Regions from separate parts of the Oryctolagus cuniculus genome. Here region 2 is linked to region 1. The links are chromatin contacts, called in public Micro-C maps. All regions are on one chromosome and are shown on one strand. The core of a region is the stretch at or near the end of the contact, and the rest is flanking DNA. Distances in the headings are between cores, read along the strand shown.

Region 1 (5,448 bases), core at 1,543-4,042:
ATGAAAAATTGCCCAGTTATCTTCAGGGATTACAGTTCATTCTTCTTTTAATTAATCTGGAAGAAAAAAAGGGGAATGAAATCTGAATTTGTTCCAGAGGCCAAAGGGTCAATTTGAAATCAGTTTCTTAATCTTAAACTGTGTTCACTTTACCAAAGGTGACACTTGAGTAATTTCTTTAATAACAGTTAACTAGAAGAACACTTATTTAAATAGAAAAGCAATTTGTAAAGCAGGGAAAGGAGCAAGACTATCCCTCAAAAAGAGAAAGACTACTCAAATTCAGGATACGAAGAACCTTAAACAGATCATCCGAACTAAAACTCAGTACCGGAGGCTTTGTCAACCGCAACACTTAACTAAAAAAAATCCATTACTTCCTCTCCTAATAAAAAAAAAAAAAAAAAAAAAAAGGCGGCTCAATCCGAAAAAATCATATCCAAGTTACTGTATCTACCATATGTAACTAAGTTACAGTTTTAAGTGCATTAATTCATCCAGTTAGGGTAAATTATTCTTCTGGAATGACTGCAGGCAAAAATTAACTTTCCCTTTAAAGGTTAGCGAATTTGCTTAATGGAAGCCAAAAGCGAGAGAGACTCCAAGCCTGGGAATCTCCATCCTTGAACAAGACTAATCCGGGACAAAAAGCACAAGGCAGACAGACCTTACAAAGAATGCAAATGGAGGAGGAGGGAAAAAGAAAAGATTCCCCTTCCACTTCCTTCTTGAGAGAAAATCCCAAAGAAATCCAATAAACCGAAATTTTTGCTTCCCAAACTCCCCGCAATTACCTTAAAACCCAAAGGATTAAGGACGAAAGCTAACTACCCACCGTACCGACTGTCGCCACCTCAGGGACACCTCAGCCAGCCCTGGCCTAAGGAGAGAGTAGGAGGGCATGACCTAGACCCGGGGCGCCCCTAAAACCCCGCAGTCCTCAGCCCACGTACCGCCACCCGCCCTGTTCTCACCTGAAGTGGGGGAAGGACCCGGGACCCGGGACGCCCGGGGGCGCTCGAGGAGGTGCAGGGAAGTACAGGGAGGAGTCCCCCAGCCCCCACCCGCGAAGGAGGGTAACCCCAAGTGCTCTCCCAACACCGCCCCACTGCGGGGGCCGCGGGCAGGACGGTGGAAATCCCCCGCGCGCCCTCGCCCCGGGAAGTTCTGGGGTGTTACCCCGGCGTCCCCAAGCTGCGCACCCCCCTCCGCCCGCCCGCCCCGGGCCAGGGAGAAGAGGGGACCGCGAGCAGGTCCGGCGCCAAGCTCGCATCGCGCGCCGCCAGGCGCTGACCGCCCGGGTCGAGCCCAGGGCATCCCCGCCGAGCACAGACGGGCGGGGGGAGGAGAGGAGCAGGCGGTGACGGGCGTCCCGGTCGCCGGGGTCCTGACGGCTCAGGTCAAGTGCAGGGCCCTCCCCCCGCCGGCGCCCACCGTCCGAGGTCAGGGAAGCGCGATCCGCCCCGGGACCCCCCACCCCGCGCCCCGCTCTGGCTCCGACCCCACCCGGGACCCCGCGCATCAGGACCCCCTGACTCCGGCCTCTTCGCCTGGAGGAGCCCGACGAGCTTTGTTAACTCCTCACAGCCCCAGTGGCCCCGTCAGACTCCCCGGAGGCCGCGAGCCCCTTGCCTCCCACAGCGCGCCCCTCGCGAGCCGGAGCCGCACCTGTGCCCGCCGCCGCCGCCGTCGCCGCTCGCCCGCTCCCTTCGGCAGTGCCGGCGCCGCTCCGAACCCCACACACATCGCTACACACAGCCCTCTGACGTCACCGAGCCCTCGGCCCGCCCACGTCACTGCGGAGACACTCGGCTTCCCGCAGACGCCGCCGCCGTCTCCGGCCGCCCGGGGGAGAGCGAGGGCGGCGGGGAGGGGGGAAGGGCGGGGCACGGAGCCAGCGGCGGCGCCGCGCGCGCGCGCGCGCACAGGCCCGCCGGCGTCGCCGTGGCCGCCAGCTGGCGGCTCCCGACCCCCCACCCCACCCCGGGGACGCGCGCGCCGTCTGGCCTATTGTAGCTCCTCGGGGCACCCCTGGCAGGGTCCGCGCGCGCGCGCGCCCCTCCCCCCAGGCGCGCGCCCGGCGCTCCTGGCCTCGCGCGCCGTCTGGGCGGCTGGCGCGCGGCGCTGTCTGCGGTGCACCCGGCGCAGACAGGATGTTCCCTCCCCGCCCCACCCCCACCGCCGCCCGCCCTCCTTCCTTCCTCGAGTCGCCCAGCCGGCTGTCTGGGGCCGCCAGCGCCCCGCCCCCGCCCCACCCGCCGCTCTGTGGTGACGGGCCAGACCCGGGGGCGCCCTGCCGCTCGGCCGCCGCGGGACAGGGAGGGAGGGGCAGGGCGGCCGCGCGGTGCACTGTGCGCGACCCCAGCAGCCGGCAGGGCGGAGGCAGGACCCGCCCGGCACCGCGCCGCCGCCCGAGGTCAGGCGCGGGCGACCCTCCCCCCGCGGGGCCGCAGCTGCGCCGCGCCGCCCCGCCCCGGAGGTAGCCGGGCGGCGGCCGCCCCGCAGCGCCCCTCGTGCTGGCGCGGTCCCCCGGGCCCGCCGCGCAGCCGCCCCCGCCCCCGCGGGGCCTCCCGCCCCGGCCGCCCCTCGCCCCCGCGGGGCCTCCTGCCCCGGCCGCCCCGCCAGCTGCCAGCGCGCCTCCCTGCCCCGGCGGCCTCCACCCAGACGCCTTCCCGGGGCTGACCTGCGGCCGCCGCCGGGCCGGGCCGGGCCGGGCGGGAGGGGTGGCCAAAGTTCTGGCACCTCCGAGAGAACACATTTCTGAGCCGACTTCGCAGCCTCCTGCCCCGCCCCACCCGAAGACACTCTCGGTTTCGGAAGGGAGCTGTAAATTACATGTTTTTACAGTTTTACTGAGGGCTGGCGGGCGGGGAGACGAGATGAGGTGGGGCGGAAGACGCGACTTTCGGAGCCCGGGCTGTGGCCGCGGGGGACGTGCGGGGTGGTCTTCTGGTACGCGGTCCCCGGCAGCCACTTAGCATACTGAAGTCTGCGGAGCTGTTCCGTCATATTTGGAAACACCAAGAAATCCCCTTTTCTTCACCCCACCGCAAGATCGAGAACTGAAATGGCCCACCGAGTAGCCGGGGACAGGAGACTCCGGCTTCGCCCCCACCCCACCCTCCCCCATCTTCTCTAAATTTTTCTTAGTTTTACTGGCTCAGGGTGGCTCACATGGGGGACCCTATTTGGAGTCGACCGACTGGGAATACTACTGCTACGCTCGTCCATCTCTCCCCCGCCCCTTTCCTCACGACGGGTCCATCAAAGGCTCCTAAGCCCCTCACCCCGCCCGCAGCCTAGGTTCCCTGCCCGACGCCCCCGTCGCCATGCCCCTAGGTCGCGCCCCTTCTACCACCCCCCACCTTTGCCGCCTCCTTGCCTGCCTCCTTTTCTGAACATGAATAATTCCACAGCACTTCCCATCTGTTATTGCCATAGAGACAGAAGCTCGGCAAAGATAATGATGTTCTGTGCAGAGCCAGTGGGGGGAGAGCAGCATCTGCGAGTCTGGGGGGATAGATTTTCTCGCCTCGAGAACATTCGCAAGGCCTGTCTGAAGATCCAGTGAGAAACACTGGGCAGTCCTGAGACGTGGCTCCTGGTCAGCGCTGGGCGCTGGGCTCCTGTGTCTAATGAAAAGAATTTTTAGGAACCAAGACGACTGGTTAAAAAAAAAAAAAGTGATTCCCAAACTGCAATTAATGGCAAATGTGGAGTAGTCCATTACAGCCATAGAAATAACTGGCTAGCCTGTCCAAAGGCTTACGAAGCAATATAAATTGGGCAGGAAATAGACTTTTGGAAATCAAGCACCTTATCTCCCTTCCGTGTTCGGATTGGCTTTCCCCAGGAATCTGTTTTTGAGGACAGGCTCTTTGCCGGTGATTTTATGTATGATGGTTTGAGAAACAGTTATGGGCAAATGTGGCTGGACCCAGTCAAGCTTTGAGAGCATGTTTTTTTCCCCATCAGTCGTCAAAGTACAAAATGTACCAAATTAAAATTCAGTTTGCCCTTGAAATCCCAAAGTCTTGGCCTCAAAGGTACAGGTTTGGACGCAAGTGAAACTGAGCAGGGTACATTTGCATAGATCCGAAGCAGATGGCCAGACACTTGCTAAGCCGCGTTTTTGCAGGCCTTCTGAAAGATTTTCAGAATTGATCAGTAAAATTGATTGTATAACATGAAAAGAAAATCGCTGAAAATAAATAATGGTTCTTTATCCAAAAAAGAAGATTGATCAGACGCAGAAAACACAGGCCTTGGAAAAAAAAATAAGCACGTTGAGGTAATGAATGTTGTAATTCCACATACTGATGGCCTTTATCAGCGGGGAAGTCAGCTTCAGGACTGGTCAGGAAATAGCTAGGAGATGGCTCGGATGGCCCCCTGCCACTCCTTCCTGACTGGGAGGGTGGGCCTGTGTGCTTGTGAGAATTCCAAAGGACCGAGGGGCTACCCTTTATTCCTTCTTCTCCCATTTAGTACAATAAAGAGCAAAATTCACCGGGAACTAGGAGATCTAGAATTTCTCCTTCAGCCCTCATGGCTGGCTGATACTAAAAACCAAGAATGTGGAGGTTACACCTTTGAAGGCCAGTTCTGGCCTGTGACTTGACAAAATAGTTTGGAACAAATGCTTTCCTTTTGTCTTCACTTACTGATCTACCAGTAATGACCTGCTAATATTAATTACAAATAATATGAAAATAAGGGATACAGTAGGATGAAAAGCTCAAATTGTGTTTACAGAGGAGGAGGGGAAAAAATATCAAATGCTAATTCAGCATACAATCGCTGTTTTGTGTTTTTCCTTTGTCGTTCCAGGCTGTTTTCCAAAGAAGAGAAACCACTTGTAGCTCGGTGATCCTTCTGCCCTTGCTTCCTTAATCCTCAACAACAAAAATTTGAAATTGTTTTTTTTAGCAGCAAATCACATGCTAGGAGATCCTTCAGTTTCACAAAAGAATCTTAACCGTTTCTTTCTCCACCTCATTTTTTGCTGCAGCTTTTCATTTCTATCTATTTGTCAGGATGATGATGGCCTTTCACTTCTTCAGAGCACTTTTAGTCTTCTTCCTTCTTGCCCAGTATTTGTTCAGTCCTGCTGGTCCCAGCCAGTGTAAAGTCCCCTCCCCTCATTAAGTAGGCTTGCTCCTCAGTACTGCTTTTTCCTCTGATCTGCCAAGTCAATACTGGACCTACAAGGTCCCAAGTCCCATTTTCATGCCTTAAGATGAAAACCAGATGCTTAAAAACGATTAACACCCCCTCCCTCAACTGTGTCACACAGCACTTCTTTTTTTCAGGTTTTGATTGGATTCTGTGAAATTGGAAGGGAAAGAAAAAGAACACAAAAAGATAGAATTAGAAAGAGTAAAATAGGAAAAGTTCATGTTCAAAATGTTCAAATATTCATTGTTTAAATTGCAAAAATTTCCAAAA
Region 2 (6,180 bases), core at 3,603-6,102, 600 kb after region 1:
CCTGCAGTGCTGGCATCCCATATGGGTGCCAGTTCAAGTCTTGGCTGCTCCACTTCCAACCCAGTTCTCTGCTATGGCCTGGGAAAGCAGACCCTGCACCCACTTGGGAGATATGGAAGAAGCCCCTGGCTCCTGGCTTCGGATCAGCACACCTCTGGCCCTTGCGGCCAACTGGGGAGTGAACCAGTGAATGGAAGACTTCTCTCTCTGCCTCTTGTCTCTCTGTGTAACTCTAACTTTGAAATAAATAAATTAATCTTTTAAAAAAAATTTATTTTTTATTTTTATGATCTTTGGCTATATTTTTTAATAAAAAGCAAAGAATCTTTGTAATCAAGATAATGTCTCCTTGCAAATAGCACAGATGCCCCAAATGTTATCTTGTTTACAAAATGATCTCTTCAAAAACATTAAGTATTTTTATTGATTTTGTTACACAATCTAAAGAGTACAGTAAAAATGAGAGAGACTTACTAGAACATAATTTTACTTTACCACTTACTATATTTAATGATTTTTTGGTCTCAAATTGTGATTGTGCTTAGTATTCCATAATGGGTATTAAGGTCCGCTAGCCTTTAAGACCAGTACAAACCAGCATTAAGCTGCACACTAACTGTTCAATACTAAAACAGTAATTTATACCAACTATTTAATGGACATCCTGTAATTTCAGTCAAGAGAAACAATCAGCAATAGTTTACTTAAATAACTGATCTGCTTTTATTTATCAGCATTAAGTTATCATGCTTCCAAACTTATTTTTGTCATTTGAACAGCCATTGAAGGTCATTTAATTACATACTGCTAGGTATGTGGCTAAAATGCTTGACAAAATTAGTTCATGTTAACACTCAGGACATGCTCATGAATCTGTAATAATCCCCATTTCATATACAAATGAAAAATCAGAGGTCCAAAAAGTTAAGTAACTTGTCCAAGATCAGAGTATTGCAATCAAGATTTGACCAAGCTAATCTGGTCCGTGAGCCCACTTAATTATCTATTATTCTGCCTGATTTCTTAATCACTAAGTTGTATATTTTGGTATGAGTTTTCTCACATTTCTGGCTGGGCTCAAACAATTAGCTCCCCAGGGAAGACAGGGCCAGGAAAGAAGGCTTAACCAGAGATCTGGCTCTTTTTCACACTGAATCTTTGCAAGGGCTCAAAGAATGGTGCTCTGCAGTGTCTTCAAATCAATGTAAGATTCCCCTCTTCCTGCCCCAACAGAATTAACTAAAAAAGGGAAACCATTACATTTAAAGTCAACCAAAATTCACTGGTTTTGTAGCTATTTTCTATCAGTATCTTAAATTCTTAGAGGCACCTGCTCCTTTATTTATTTTTAATGATTTACTTATTTATTTGCGAGGGGGAGACAGAGATCTTCTATCAATTGATTCACCCACCAAATTAGTGCAACAGCCACCAGTTTTCCCACATGGGTGCAGAGGCCCAAACTTTCCTAGGCACATTAGCAGGGAGCTGGATTGGAAATGTAACAGCTGGGTCTTAAACCAGAACCCATATGGAATGCTAGCACTGAAGGTGTCAGCCTAACCCATGGCACCACAACACCAGCCCTACTGTTCTGCTGCTTTAATGTTTATAATAAAACTGTGTCCTTTTCAAAAGGATAGCACTGATAAGCTAAAATGTGCATGTGTCTACCTATAGAGATCACCTGAGAAAGAATGAATGTATTTCAAATATTAATTGTAGTTTTCAGAGGGTGGCAGAATTTCAAGAGTTTTCTTTCTTTTTTTTGTTTCTAATATTTCTTCAAGAAATGTGAAGTTTTAAGGGGAGATGAGAGTAGAGAACATAAAGGAAGGAGACTAATAGTTATTGGAGGTTGGCCTCTGCACAGCTATCATCTCATTTTTGCAACTGAGGCCCAGAGAGGCTGCATCTTGCACTAGCTGACATTCTAAAGCCTACAGATTTTTGTCAGAGGATTATCAAAGTCTACTCCTGGTTAAACTTTTTTTAAGAAATGGAGGAAAGCAGATGGGATAGTTTGATCAGTGTTTGTTGCTTTCATCTCCTACAATCAGCAAACGCATTGCTACTAATCTAATTATCTAGTTCATTATGTAGGGGAGGCGCAAAGTGATTGTACTACCAGAATCCTCAGAATCTATTTTTTGTTAACAAAGTGACAGCAGTAAGCATCTTAAAGAAGCATCGGCACTAGTAGGTTAACAGATAAGAGTTGCTGCCATTTATGCTCCAAAGAAGGTATCTTCCAGAACTAGATTAGGACTAAGTCCTGAACACTGTAACCCGGCAGGCAAGGGGAGCACTGAAGGTCTGAGCACAGAGGTTGGCTCTTCCTTCTTTCTCCATCTATGCTTTACTTCTCCCTGTTTAAGAGGGAGAGGATCGTAAGGGAGAGAGACTGGAGACCAGGAGAATATAAAGACCAAAATGCAAAGGGCAACTGTCATTCACTAAGAATTCATTTTGTCTGATACTCAAGTTTACATAACTGAAACCGCAGGCTTCATTTCAGTGATGTGTCAGAATCTTACTGTTTAAAACGCCATTTTTGTACTTATCAAATATCTGCTCATCTCAAATCAGTGATACTGACATCTTCATTAAAACAAACACCATGGAGGGGCCTGCACTGTGGTATAAGGGGTGGAACCAAGGACTGTGGCACCAGCATCCCATATGGACACCAGTTTGAGATCTGGCTGCTCTGCTTCCGATCCAGCTCCCTGCTAAATGCACCTGGGAAAGCAGTGGAAGATGGCCCAAGTCCTTGGACCCTGCACTCAGGTGGGAGACCTGTGGCTACGGAGCCATTTCGGTCATTTGGGGAGTGAACCAGCGGATGAAGATCTCGCTCTAGCTCTGGCTTTCAAATAAATAAAATCTTGACACACACACATACACGCTCAGTGTGCATAAATATCTGAAGACTGAGTTCAGAGACTGAAAAAAAAATACAAATCACTTTAGCTCTAAAGACTACTGACTAGTATAACTGGAAATAAAATGTGTACTTTACCTGTCAAGATTTAAAGTTCCTGTGTATATAAACTCCAGGAGTTTCTGAAATCCATCAGCCTTCACCTGACTCTGGTCAAGAAAGACATTGTTTTCAGATGTGCTTCTGTAGATTGCACCAAAATACTCGCTAAAAGACGCTAGCACATTCCTATGAGCCTTAAACTGGAATTCCCCAATCACTATGGTGCAGTCACAAAGGAAACCTGCCTCCCGCTGTTTGTTCAGTCTCTCTAAAAGGTGCTCACAGTGGTGCGAATACTGCATTTTGGTATCAGAATGGACTTTTACTCTTGATCTAAAAGACAGAAACAAACAGTGAATCAGCAACCGTAAGTTTTACTCAAACATTCACACAAGCAATTGGTAGGAGTGAAAAAGGACAGGGGCCATACCCTGAACCAGAATAAAGTTAGTTCTCCATTTATCCCCCCTGAAAATCCTTCTCAAACATACACGGTAAGAATGAGGCCACTATCAGCGCCTTTCCGTCTCTATATCATCTGAGACACTAATGCAATCTTTTGGACACACAATAAGTGGCGATGAATGAAACAATTTCAGAAGCTGACAAGGGCTGCAAATTTTCACTTTTTCACTAGCTGAACCCTCAATAGACAAGCATGTTAAGTCACTTAGAAATGATTCCCTGGGACAGCACGGGGACGAACATGGCATGAGTTTCAAAAATCTGCTCTCAAATCGCCCAAACCCGTTCGCCGGCCGCGGTGTCTCCGAAACGCGAGGCGGCCACTGGGCGAATGCGCCGGGCCACGGGTTGTCAAAGGCTCTGTCACTGGCTCCGAGGCGGCCACACCCCCTCCCCTCCCTCTCGCTCCTCATCGAGCGTCATCGGAGAGTGACAACCAAAGCGACAGCCTTGGTGGCTTCGGCTGCCCTGCCCTGTCCTCCGCCCAGCTCCCACTCCCGCGAGTTCCCACGGCAGAGGTTGTGGCCAAGGCCACCACCGGGGCTGCTTCGCCCAAGCCTTCCCACCTTCGCCCCGGCCCGTGCTCGAACCACAAGGAGCCGCCCCCACAATGGCCCTGCATTTGGGGTGGGCGGGAATGGTGGGCTTGGGGGTGAAGTCGGAACTCACCGCTAGCAACCCAAGCGGGAACACAGTTTCCTCACTCTCTCTCCGCCATCTTGGGAGGACGTCACCGCGCCACGCTCCGCCTCTCCCTTCTTCCTCCACGTCTGCGTCACATCCGGGTGTGTCGTCCGGCAACGGCGCAGGAGGTTCTGGGGCGGTAGAGGGCCGACGCCAGCCGGGGCCAGCGGGCTGGCCCCGCGACCCCACTCCCCGGCATGCCAGGGCTGCCTCGAAACAGCAGGCGTCATGGACCCGACAGCTGAGGGTTATCTCACAGCTCGTCTTTCTGGTTCTGAGCGTTCTGGCCGGCCAACAGTCGGCACCTCGCGCTCGGCCGGGCTCCTGGACGGAAGCCGGGGAGCGCCGCGCCCCGGGCCGCGCTCCCACAGCCAAGCTGCGCACTGCATGCTGGGGCTTGTAGTCGCTCGCCGTCTCCCATCGTCACCCCCTTTCCTCGGGCCCCCCCAGTGGGAACAGCTGCTTTGTGTACTCGGGCTGAAGGTCCGGGGGGCTCGTCTGATCGGAGACGGATCACCCCTATCCCCTCTACGTACCCGGAAGGTCTTTGGATCCCCTGGGTTTTGTTTGCATCAGCCAACGAGAGATGAGTTTCCAGGATACCCTTACCTGGTGTCAGAAGTCCGAGATGCGCGAAACCCAAAGCAGAGGGGCACACGGGCATGCGCAACATTAGAGGGAGGTGGGTTTTACACCGGAAAAGGTTTGCCGGCGTCTGGAACTGGAGAAATTTTAATGCAATTATTTACATCTTATTCAGATTTTGTAACAGTGAGGAAAAAGGCACCGCTTGGGCCGGTAATATGCGGAAGTATCAGAAACAAGTCTTGCAAAGGTGGATTTTCCCCTCGTATCTGTGGACATCGTAAATATCAGAAAACCAAGGGATGATTGGCTAAAAGTCTTTTGTCGTGGCCGAAAGAGACTATTGAAAAAAAAAATGGGATTCAATTTGTCTCTTTTGAGACAACCCCCACCCCCTTGCTTTCTATAAATTCCTCTCTTCCTGGTAAGAAACATTTTAAAATAAAATGCACATCCGTTGTGTTCATAAGGAAAAACTGGAGTTGCACCCTTATTGTTTTTATCTTTCCGAGTATAATTTTGAGAGCTCCCTTTGTCGTCAGAATCCTTTCCGACAATTTTAATTCAGAAATACTTGTGGACCTAGCTATCAAGCAGGACAGCTAGGATAGAGAATAAAACATGGTCTCCTGGCGTTTAGGGGAAAAGGTGATCTAGAAGGGAAAGCTGTGGAAAATCTAGTGGCATACTACAAAGAATATGTAGTAGGAGACTGGCTCACAGTTTTCATACTGTTTGAGCTGCCCTTCTGCGCGCTTCTTTCAGCGATAGACTCTGAGTCGAACTCATGTTTTTAAAATCCGGGTCCTTCTTCCATATGGCAAGATTTCCGTGAAAACATTTGAAAGTTCAAATTCTCAGCAATCAAGAAAGGGAAAAAAGGTAAGGGGAAAGAAAACGTTATTGTTTCCGCCCGGTTTCGAACCGGGGACCTTTCGCGTGTTAGGCGAACGTGATAACCACTACACTACGGAAACCACCCTGCTCCACAGTGCTCAGGAAGTCCTTGATATACTTTCAGCACATGTACGTAGGCTGTTTCAACATGCAGAATCAGTTGTAATTTTTAACAGGATGCAAAGAAACACCGCGAAACGTGAAAACAACCGCATGTCCAACCGAACTGTTTCCAAAGTGTGAATCTGCGTACGAAATCCCCGTGTGCTGCGGTAGACACCAGGCACCTGCTGACTTCGTTCCCTTGAGCACTCTTTCTTCCCGAGACCGAAGCGTTTCCATTATGGGTCCTTCCCCTGCGAGGCGCTGCCCAGTCCCGAGGGCGAGCTGCGGGCAGCGTCCAGCGCCGCCGCTCGGATTCGGCCCTTCACCGAGGGACGCCTGAATGACTCGGGCATTTCCTCCTCGCGCTTCCGAAGAGGTTCCAGTTTGCGCGCCTGTTTGAAAACCCGCCAAAGGGTGTGCAAAATCAGAGGCTTTGGGACAACCAGTGTGGTTTATTT

The links. Hi-C and Micro-C count contacts between places; a contact is called where the count stands out from the background.
Region 2: a contact with region 1 is called in a Micro-C map of ear pinna, with 8 times the contacts expected there. The contact joins the promoter of MYNN here to the promoter of SKIL in region 1. A contact is called at or near these places in 2 of 6 Hi-C or Micro-C datasets (ear pinna and an unstated tissue).

The regions. Positions count from the first base shown.
Region 1 is chr4:109,932,064-109,937,511 of mOryCun1.1, forward strand. It overlaps SKIL (SKI like proto-oncogene), which reads right to left and starts at 2,793. Exons shown (of 7, transcript XM_070072528.1): 1 at 2,684-2,793; 2 at 1-56. LOC103350448 (a long non-coding RNA gene) reads left to right here. Exons shown (of 4, transcript XR_007924601.2): 4 at 4,831-5,448.
Region 2 is chr4:110,530,012-110,536,191 of mOryCun1.1, forward strand. MYNN (myoneurin) reads right to left here and starts at 4,853. Exons shown (of 7, transcript XM_002716387.5): 1 at 4,121-4,853; 2 at 3,023-3,319. The coding sequence starts at 3,288. It overlaps ACTRT3 (actin related protein T3), which reads left to right and starts at 6,028. Exons shown (of 3, transcript XM_070072540.1): 1 at 6,028-6,136. It overlaps TRNAV-AAC (transfer RNA valine (anticodon AAC)), which reads right to left and starts at 5,697; the gene lies at 5,625-5,697.